Linked DNA regions of Mus musculus: all the other regions are linked to region 2. The links are chromatin contacts, called in public Hi-C and Micro-C maps. All regions are on one chromosome and are shown on one strand. The core of a region is the stretch at or near the end of the contact, and the rest is flanking DNA. Distances in the headings are between cores, read along the strand shown. Region 1 has its middle 21 kb from the start of Gm41071. Region 2 has its middle 12 kb from the start of Gm34471. Region 3 overlaps Cspg4b (chondroitin sulfate proteoglycan 4B).

The links. Hi-C and Micro-C count contacts between places; a contact is called where the count stands out from the background.
Region 1: a Hi-C map of adipose-derived mesenchymal stem cells shows a contact between it and region 2, with 1.6 times the contacts expected there. The contact joins two enhancer-like sites. A contact is called at or near these places in 1 of 484 Hi-C or Micro-C datasets (adipose-derived mesenchymal stem cells) and 4 of 115 datasets of contacts at active chromatin or transcription factors (embryonic stem cells, fibro-adipogenic progenitors and heart atrium).
Region 3: a Micro-C map of muscle stem cells shows a contact between it and region 2, with 6 times the contacts expected there. The contact joins two enhancer-like sites. A contact is called at or near these places in 13 of 484 Hi-C or Micro-C datasets (the 3T3-L1 cell line, 3T3-L1-derived adipocytes, the HL-1 cell line and 8 more), 3 of 115 datasets of contacts at active chromatin or transcription factors (embryonic fibroblasts, fibro-adipogenic progenitors and vascular smooth muscle cells) and 3 of 9 other capture datasets (adipose tissue, embryonic stem cells and liver).

The regions. Positions count from the first base shown.
Region 1 is chr13:113,402,082-113,404,790 of GRCm38.p6, forward strand. No RefSeq gene overlaps it. Among named protein-coding and RNA genes, the nearest start is that of Gm41071, 21 kb to the right of the region's middle. Within about 2 kb of position 1,375, at least 32 of the 459 cell types and tissues checked have an H3K27ac peak or open chromatin away from gene starts, as enhancers often do. A contact at or near this core is called in adipose-derived mesenchymal stem cells, where this site is marked.
Region 2 is chr13:113,549,834-113,552,533 of GRCm38.p6, forward strand. No RefSeq gene overlaps it. Among named protein-coding and RNA genes, the nearest start is that of Gm34471, 12 kb to the left of the region's middle. Within about 2 kb of position 1,433, at least 71 of the 459 cell types and tissues checked have an H3K27ac peak or open chromatin away from gene starts, as enhancers often do. A contact at or near this core is called in adipose-derived mesenchymal stem cells, embryonic fibroblasts, fibro-adipogenic progenitors and 1 more, where this site is marked.
Region 3 is chr13:113,339,832-113,342,608 of GRCm38.p6, forward strand. It overlaps Cspg4b (chondroitin sulfate proteoglycan 4B), which reads left to right. Exons shown (of 10, transcript NM_001378698.1): 6 at 2,539-2,737. Among named protein-coding and RNA genes, the nearest start is that of Gm41070, 23 kb to the right of the region's middle. Within about 2 kb of position 1,495, at least 32 of the 459 cell types and tissues checked have an H3K27ac peak or open chromatin away from gene starts, as enhancers often do. A contact at or near this core is called in embryonic fibroblasts, fibro-adipogenic progenitors and muscle stem cells, where this site is marked.

The DNA of each region.
Region 1 (2,709 bases), core at 125-2,624, 150 kb before region 2:
TCTTTACCCACCACATTAAAAAAAGAAATACTGAGAAATTATTAAGCATTTGATATCGAACCCACCGCTAGACACTGACATCTAATGACGCAAATGGCTTTGAGAATTGTCCCTGTTATCTGCTAAATTGTTTTATCCCTAATCATGGTTAAGTCTTAGTTCTTATTATTTCAAATATGACTATGTTTTGGAGAGTGAACCTTGGCAGAATAAGTGAGCTAAAATACGATTGTTATGTGGGCTTTAGTCCAGTGTGGATGGGTCTGAACAAGAACAGGAGCTTGGAGCAGAGGTATTGCTTGAGCAGAAGGACCTCAGTGTGATGACATGAAGGGAAAATGATGCTGAAGCATACTCTGGGAAGTGATACAGTCTTGAGGGCTTATGCTCTGATGAATGGAGTATTAAAGAATTGATGAAGTGGTGGATTATTATAGAAGTGGCTTTGTTTTAAAAGTGACCTTTCTGGCTTGCTTACTCTACCACAGCACGTGACAGCACTTTGTGCTACCTTGGGACTCTGAAGAAAGCACTCATTTGTGTAAAGACTCTCTGACCTTGAATTGCTAGGGTCCCAGAATAAAAAGATATTGTCTATAACTTCATCAGTCTGTGGTGTCCAGTTACAGCCACTGAAAATGCACTAGACAGCAAACACCTGAAAATTTGGAGTGGTTTGGGAACTAGGTAACGGTCACATGATGGTGAAATCTAAAGGAACAGACTGGATAAAGCTTGCATTGCTGGGAGTGGAGGTTTAAAGGCTCAGAAGACAGGAAGAAGAGGGAATGTCTGAAACACCATATGATCCCTCTCCCTCTCCCTCTCTCCCTCTCCCTCTCCCTCTCCCTCTCCCTCCCCCCTCTCCCTCCCCCCTCTCCCTCCCCCCTCTCCCTCCCCCCTCTCCCCCTCCCCCTCTCTCATATTATATCCAGACCACAGTTTCCCCTCCCTCCTCTCTCCGCAGTCTCTTCTCCCATGCTTCCCCTCTCCCTCAGACCCACTCTTCCTCCTTTCCTCAGCCGAATCTTGTCTGATCTTGGAAGCTAAGCAAGGTGGGGCCTGGTTTGAACTTGGATGGGAGACTGTAGATATTTCTTATGTAACTGTAGAAAGATCTTGAGTCTGGGGTTTAAGGGTAACAATGACAAGAATTGTCCCTTTGAGTGAGAAGTTTATTAGAAGAATTGTCAATGCCATGAACATCCACAAACACAGACAACATGGTGGGGGTTTTCAGGCCAAATGCCCTAGATCAAGATCACAGGAGGGGAATCTGATGAGAGTTCAGGTCAACAGGACAGAGTGTAGGTCCCTTAGTTATCTTAGAGAAAGGGGTGAGAGGTTTTATGAATCATATTGACCCTGGTTCTTGGTGGCGGGGAGAAGAAAGGGAATTCTTGGGTAGGAATGTGCTGCTTGAAGGACATGTTCCACTGATAGCCTTCTGCTGACTGAGGAGTCTGGCAACCTGAGAGCTGGGAACTTTCTTGGAAAAGCGAGACTGCTGCCTACGATTCTCCTGGGATTAGCGATTCCCCAGACTATGCCATTTTCTTTAGTGAAGAGACTACTAAGGGGAGACATGTTCTGAACAGAAGTATGGTCTGGATTCTGACAATTGTCACAGGAATGGCAATAGAAATATGGACGGCGTAGGTCATTCTGAGAAGGCCTAAGACAGCGATGAGGAGCAAGGACTTAGAACCAGGTCAGAGGCCACAATTACTACGAATCTGCTACTTTAAGTCTGGAGGCACAGTGTCCATGGAGTAGGACTTTCTGGAATGTAGAACTGACATCGCACAGAAGGAATTTATAAGCAAAGCGTTCAGGCTGTTGCATGACTACTTCTGATTGCTTTCTGAAAAAATGACTAAAAGGGCTGAGTTTACAGTCAAAAGATGGACAGAGTGGAAAACCACATGTGAAAAACCACATGGCAGAGAAAAGCACACTTTTAGGAACTGCAAGAGGGGTGCTGTTTGCTAAGACTAGACCAACAGATGGGACCTCTCTAAGGTTGCCTTTCCTATCATAAGCCTAAGGCTTCAGAGGACAGAGTATTGGGGGGGGGGCAGTCAGGCCCTGGGTGCCCTCCAAGGGCTTGCTGCTAAAGGTACCAGAAGATTCTATTTCCTCATTTCAGCCCTGGGCTCTACAATGGTTCCAGCTGTGATTCCAGAGGACCCTCCACCAAGCTGGAGGACATAAACCCTACACTTTAATGATGTCCATGTGGCTCTAATTCTGCCTGTGAGCACATCGGTGGAAGAGCCATGGAGAATTCAAAGAATGTCTTGGGCAAGTCCCAAGAAGAAACCTGGCTTGGACCAGAGCTTTCACCAGGGTAATGCCTACTGGAGCCACAGGAAGACTGATGTCCAACCCCTTGACCTGTAGCTATCTATCACTGTGCGATACCAGACTGGGAGAGCTGGAGAAGAAATACTCAAGCCTGCCAGAACTGAAATATATACTAAACCCAGAAAAGCCATAAGGCTGATGCTGTCTAGGTATTGGGGACCTAATCACTACACCAATGCATTCAGGGACTGGGATATGGAATCAAGGAAGATTCCTGAGAAGTGCTGACTCTATGAACTTTTCCCGTTGGGTTCAGGACTTACCTAAGGCTTCTCTTTCTTTTTACCATTTCTCTCCTGAAATCGGAATGCCTGTCCTGCATGTTTTGGAAGTAGACAACAA
Region 2 (2,700 bases), core at 183-2,682:
TAATAGAGGGAAGGCTGAAGAGAGGGCACTTCACTTCTTTGTTCTTGAGCCATGCCTTTAATAGTTGAACAGGCTCGCACTGAGTAAAGGAGCTCTTTACTGGTCACTGTCCTCAAGTAGATACCTATAGCAATCAAACTAGCTAAGCAGGCCAGCCCTGAGCCAAATGAACTCGCAATTTCCTCCTACTTTCTTCCTCTTCTAGGTCCCTTTCCTCTGCCAGGGTTGCTCTTTTCCTGCCCTCAGGCTACTTCAGTAAAGGTACAAAAAATCTGCCCCCCCCCCCCAAAGAAGACGTCACCACTAAGCCATCCATGGGGTAGTGAAATTACATTTAAAAGATTTGTCTTATTTTCAATTATGGGCATATGTGCATGTCTATGTGTGGGTATGTGCACACAAATACAGGTGCCTGCAGACCAGAGGAACTGGGTCCTGTAGGGCGGGAGTTCTAAGCAGTGGTGAGCTGCCCAATGTGAATGCTGAAAACTTAAGTCAGGTCTCCTAAGTGAACACTAAGCATCCCTCCAGCCCCATCATAAGAGGCACCTTATAGAGAGTGAATGATTTTTATCCTCTATTTCACAGGTATTTGAATTTAGTGGGGTGGGACAGAAAAAGGCAAGATGCTGGAATGGCTGGCTCCCATAACAGTGCTACTGGCACCGCTGACATGAGAAGGGACTTCTTTCCATCTGATGGTTGTCATTCGATCTGACTATAGAGTCAGTCTAGTACTAGGATAAGATATGAGAGGCAGGAAAGGGAGGGAGGCTTGGACCTCTGGGGACTGCTATCATGACACAACATCCTTAAGTAAAACCCTGTCTGTATTTGTTGTTGGGATCCTTGCTAGTAAAGTAGACAAGTGAAAGGGTAGAAACCATTCAAGAGAACCAGAGGGCCTGCTGCAGTATTTTTGTCGTTTTGGGCTTTGTTTTGTTTTATGAGATAGAGTCACTAATATCCTGTGCTGGCCCTGGACTTGCTAAGTAGCCCAATTTCTCCACATCCCCAGCCCTGAGACTATAGGCATGTACCACCACACCTACTTTATGATTTTCTTATTAGAAATCAAACCCAGGGCTTCAGATCAAATCCATGTAAGCACTCTATTAACTGAACTACACCCCACAGCCCCAACGTCTATTGTGTTTTCTGGAATGGAAAACCAAGCTGATAACATCCACTTCAGAGGGAAAACAGACGCCTGTGGCTGTGAGTAACTCCATTCTTCTGGGTTAAGTCACAATCCTTTCCCCCATCTGCTCTTCTTCTAAGACGATCTGAGTGTGCCCCAGCTCTTCTATGCACATTCTGTGGTTTGTTTTCACAATTTTGTGTCCCGAGCAGGCAGGGTGGGACACACTCTGCTGGGTAAAGCCCTGTCTCACTACAGAGAACAATTCCCTCTAGACAGACGCAAGTACTGCGGTGCTTCCTGTCTCCCACCCACTGTCCATCCCAGCCTGAGTACCAGCCCCTCATGCCAGTGGTTAGCCTGGCAGCCTCTTGCTGCCTGCTTCATGAGCCAATATATATATATTTTTTTGCTTGCTTCAAGCTGCCTTGTAGAATTTGTTATTGAATTTGCTGTGATCTCAGTACCATGTGCTGCCAACAAATACAAGACAGGGATAAATATTTCACTGGCATAAAGTTGGCTCGTAGCTCAGCCTACGTCATTAAGTTTCAGCCAGAGCTTTTATTATGACTGTTTAGTTCCCAAAGGTAGCTAATTTGCCAAGTTGAAGAACTGACCCACTTATCTTCAGGAGTTAAGAAGACGTAATTCTTCGAGACACCCTTAAGTACCCAACTGGGTTGTACCCCCAAAATAATCTTGATTTCAAAGAAGCCCAGGAGAGTGGCCAGTCTGCTTGTGGATCTCTTCTGCATTTCAGGCTTTTCTTTCCCAATCATCAAAATAAGAGAGAACACTGTTTGTGTCTTGTATGCTGTCATAGATCTTGATAGATCGTGAAATAGTGGTGTTAAATGATGTAAAGCAACAGATAGTATAGAAAAATGTGATTTTACAGTGACTAGGCAGGAGTTAAAAGCAGGATATTGGAAACCCTATGACAGAATGGAGCCAAGGTGTTGAGCAAGGGTTTAGATACATCTGTATTCAAAAACTACCAGGGAGGGACCGACTTATGGACTCCTTGTCCCATTTACTGTCTTCCTCTATTGGAATTAATCAACTGTAACTTGTGCATGAGTAGACTTTCCAATTATAAGGTGAATTAGGATAAAGAGGTAAGACCATTTACACATTTGGAGATTAGTTGGAAGGACCCACAGAGTTTGGCCCATAGAATTGTATTCTAACCTAAATAGTATTGATTAAAGTTAACCATGGTTAGCTTTTATGTTTTAAAAAAAATTCAAGTTTCAGGAAATCCTTAAATCCAAGTTGCAAACAGACCCTTTAAAGTCTTATTGTGATTTCTTTGCACTGCAACCTCCTGGGTCAGTGAAGGACAATCTCTTCTGTACTGACTAAAAGAACAAAGCATTGATGGTATAAAGTGAATTATAATTCTAGCAACCAAAATCCTTCCCTGAGCAAATTGAAGGTTGAATTGTTAACTGCTCACAAATTAACTTGGCCATCTTTTATTGACTGAGCTCTCTATGGTCATTTTACCAATGAAATTGGCTCTTGGTCCAAGTTGGCCAACGACTAAGGACCAG
Region 3 (2,777 bases), core at 245-2,744, 210 kb before region 2:
GCAAAAGCGCCTCCTTTTCTGTGGAAAAGGAAAATTGTTCCTTTTGAGCATGCGACATAACAATTTAACGGTTTAGGAGAGAAGCTTTAGATTCTCTGCTAGGAAGCATAGAAGCAGATGCAGTGTTGGTCTGCCAGTAAAGATGGCACATAGACTCAGGAGTGTGCACATGATGTCTCTGTGTTCTGCAAGCAATAGCCATAGGTAAAGGTGTGAAAATTGAGCTAATGATAAAGCCACTTGTTTTGGTGCTGGTGAAACGCCATGTGTCTTAGTCACTGTGAAGAGACACAATGACCAAGGCCTCTCTTACAAAACCAAAGCATTAATCTGGAGGCTTGCTTATAGTTTCATTATTATCATGGGAGGGAGCATGGCAGCAGGCATGGTGCTGGAGAAGTAGTTGAGAGCTACATTCTGATCTCAGGGAGAGAGAGAGAGAGACAGAGACAGTGAGAGAGAGAGAGAGAGACAGAGAGAGACAGAGACAGAGACACAGAGAGATATAGAGAGAGACAGAGAGAGACAGAGAGAGAGACAGAGACAGACACAGAGAGAGATAGAGAATGGGCTGAACATGGCTTTTCAAACCTTAAAGCTCACCCCTAGCGACATACTTCATTCAACAAGGCCACACCTCCTAATCCTCCTAATTCTATCAAAGAGTTCGACTCCCTGGTGATTAAACATTCAAATATGGGGGGGGGGGGCATTTCCCACATCATGTGACTCCCTGATTTTAAAACTTCTGATATCTGATTCCATCCGGTGAGACTCATTTTAGAAGCAACAGTGAGCTCCTGCTCTCCGCTGTCCACTCCCCATGAGGCTGTCTCCCTTTCAATGGTGGGCAACGTTTCCTTGTCACTGGGAAAGTGTGTTGTCAGCCCCCTGCCTTTCCTTCCTCTGTAACTCTCATGTCTAAGCCCTCACCACCGTTAGCAGACACCCAGATCCAGCCCACTTCCCATCCTGCTGTGGCTTCCCCACTGTCATTCTTTGTAGATTTCTCATAGTCAGTCAACCACTGACTGGTTTCCTGCTTCTACAGACCATCATGACATAAAGGCCAGGCTGGCCACAAGTCAAGACTGTACTTGGATTTTCCCCCTGGCCTCCAGGACAAGGTGGCATTCAGACAGTGCAGATTTGTGGACCATCTCTTGTGTTTTGAGACATTTTCTTTCTTCTTTATCTTGCTTATTTTCTTTCTGCCATAATGACCTCTTCACCCCTCCTCCAACCCCGTCTACCCCCAGTGTCCCATGTTCTTTTTCTGTTCCTGGATATGCAGATATGTGCATGGCTTCTTTTTTGCCCTATGTGGCCTTCCTCTAACAAGCCTCCTGCTTTAATAGTCTACATCCCAGAACCCCCTACTGTGGTTCATTGTTTTTGTGGTATAGGGATTTTATAACTCACTACATTGTTCATTCCTATTAGGCCTGTTCCCTCCTCTCTTGTGTTCTTTTCTGCCCTCTGCCCACAAAGGCATGACTCCTTTTGTTTCATTCACTGCTACAGTGCAAGCATCCAAAACATTTGCTGGCACATGGTGGATGAGCAATATTTTTGGTTAAGTGTTGAGTACAGTTGGTAAAGTCCCCAGCATCCACAAAAAACCATCAGCCAGCCACAGTGATGCATTTGTAATCCCAGTTCTTCAGAGGTGAAGATGGGCAGATCCCTGGAGCTCTCTGGACAGTTAGCCCAGCCTAGTTCATGTCCCTCTGAGAGACTTTGTCTAAAAAATAAACGAAGTGCATCACCCTGAAGAAAGACACCTTAGGTTTTCCTCTGGCCTCCACAGGCATGTGCACACCCATGAACATGCAAACATATCTGCACACATACACACACACACCTGAACACACATGGAGTGCGGAAGAGACGGGGATAAGCAAGAGACTGAGTGAGCACAGGAGACACACAGAGAAATGTTCAGGCAGTGTAAATAGATTTTTAACAGGAAGAGGAGAAAGCAGCCATGTTTCTTAGCCATGGTTACAGATGTGAACCATCAGTACAGCAAACAGCACAAGAACAAAGAAAGCGGGCCCTCGTTTTCATGTAAGACAGGAAGAATAGAGGGAACGGCAAACGTGCAATGTGCATTCTTCTTCAACTGTTTAAAGCTGGTGACACAGCTACTGATAGCGGTGTGTAGAGATCCTCAGGCCAACCGGAGAAAGTAGCTGCTGCATTGTTTGGCATTCCATGTGGTGTATTTAGCATATGGATAGCACATAAGATGCTTTGTAGCCAGTGGCTGTATAGCTAGATATTTACATCAGTGCCTATACACTATTGAGTAGTTAATTTTGAGTAAACAATTAGTTAAAACTTTTAATCTAAATCACGGACACTGGCATGTACATGGTGCATAGACATACGTGCAGGCAAAACACCTATATGCGTAAAAAGTAACTCCATTCTTTAAAAACCTCGGGTGAGTCAGTTTAGTTTTTCCATCTTCTCACGTGGGGTCCACGGTCCTGATGATGAGGGTGGACTGGAATTGGTTCTCTTCTCTTTAAGGTGTGGGTGAATTCTGTCACTGAGGTGACCAGAGGGGACCTGTGTGCAGGAGATGGGGACTCTTCCCCACAGGACTTGGTCTACTGGGTCACTCCTCCCAGCAACGGGCATCTGGCTCTCAAGTCCACTCCTGGCAGAAGGATCCAGAACTTCACTCAGGCTCAGATTGACGAGGGTCAGCTGGTGTTCGTGCACACTGGTAAGTCACAGAACAAAGCGGTGTCGATCGAGGACATGTG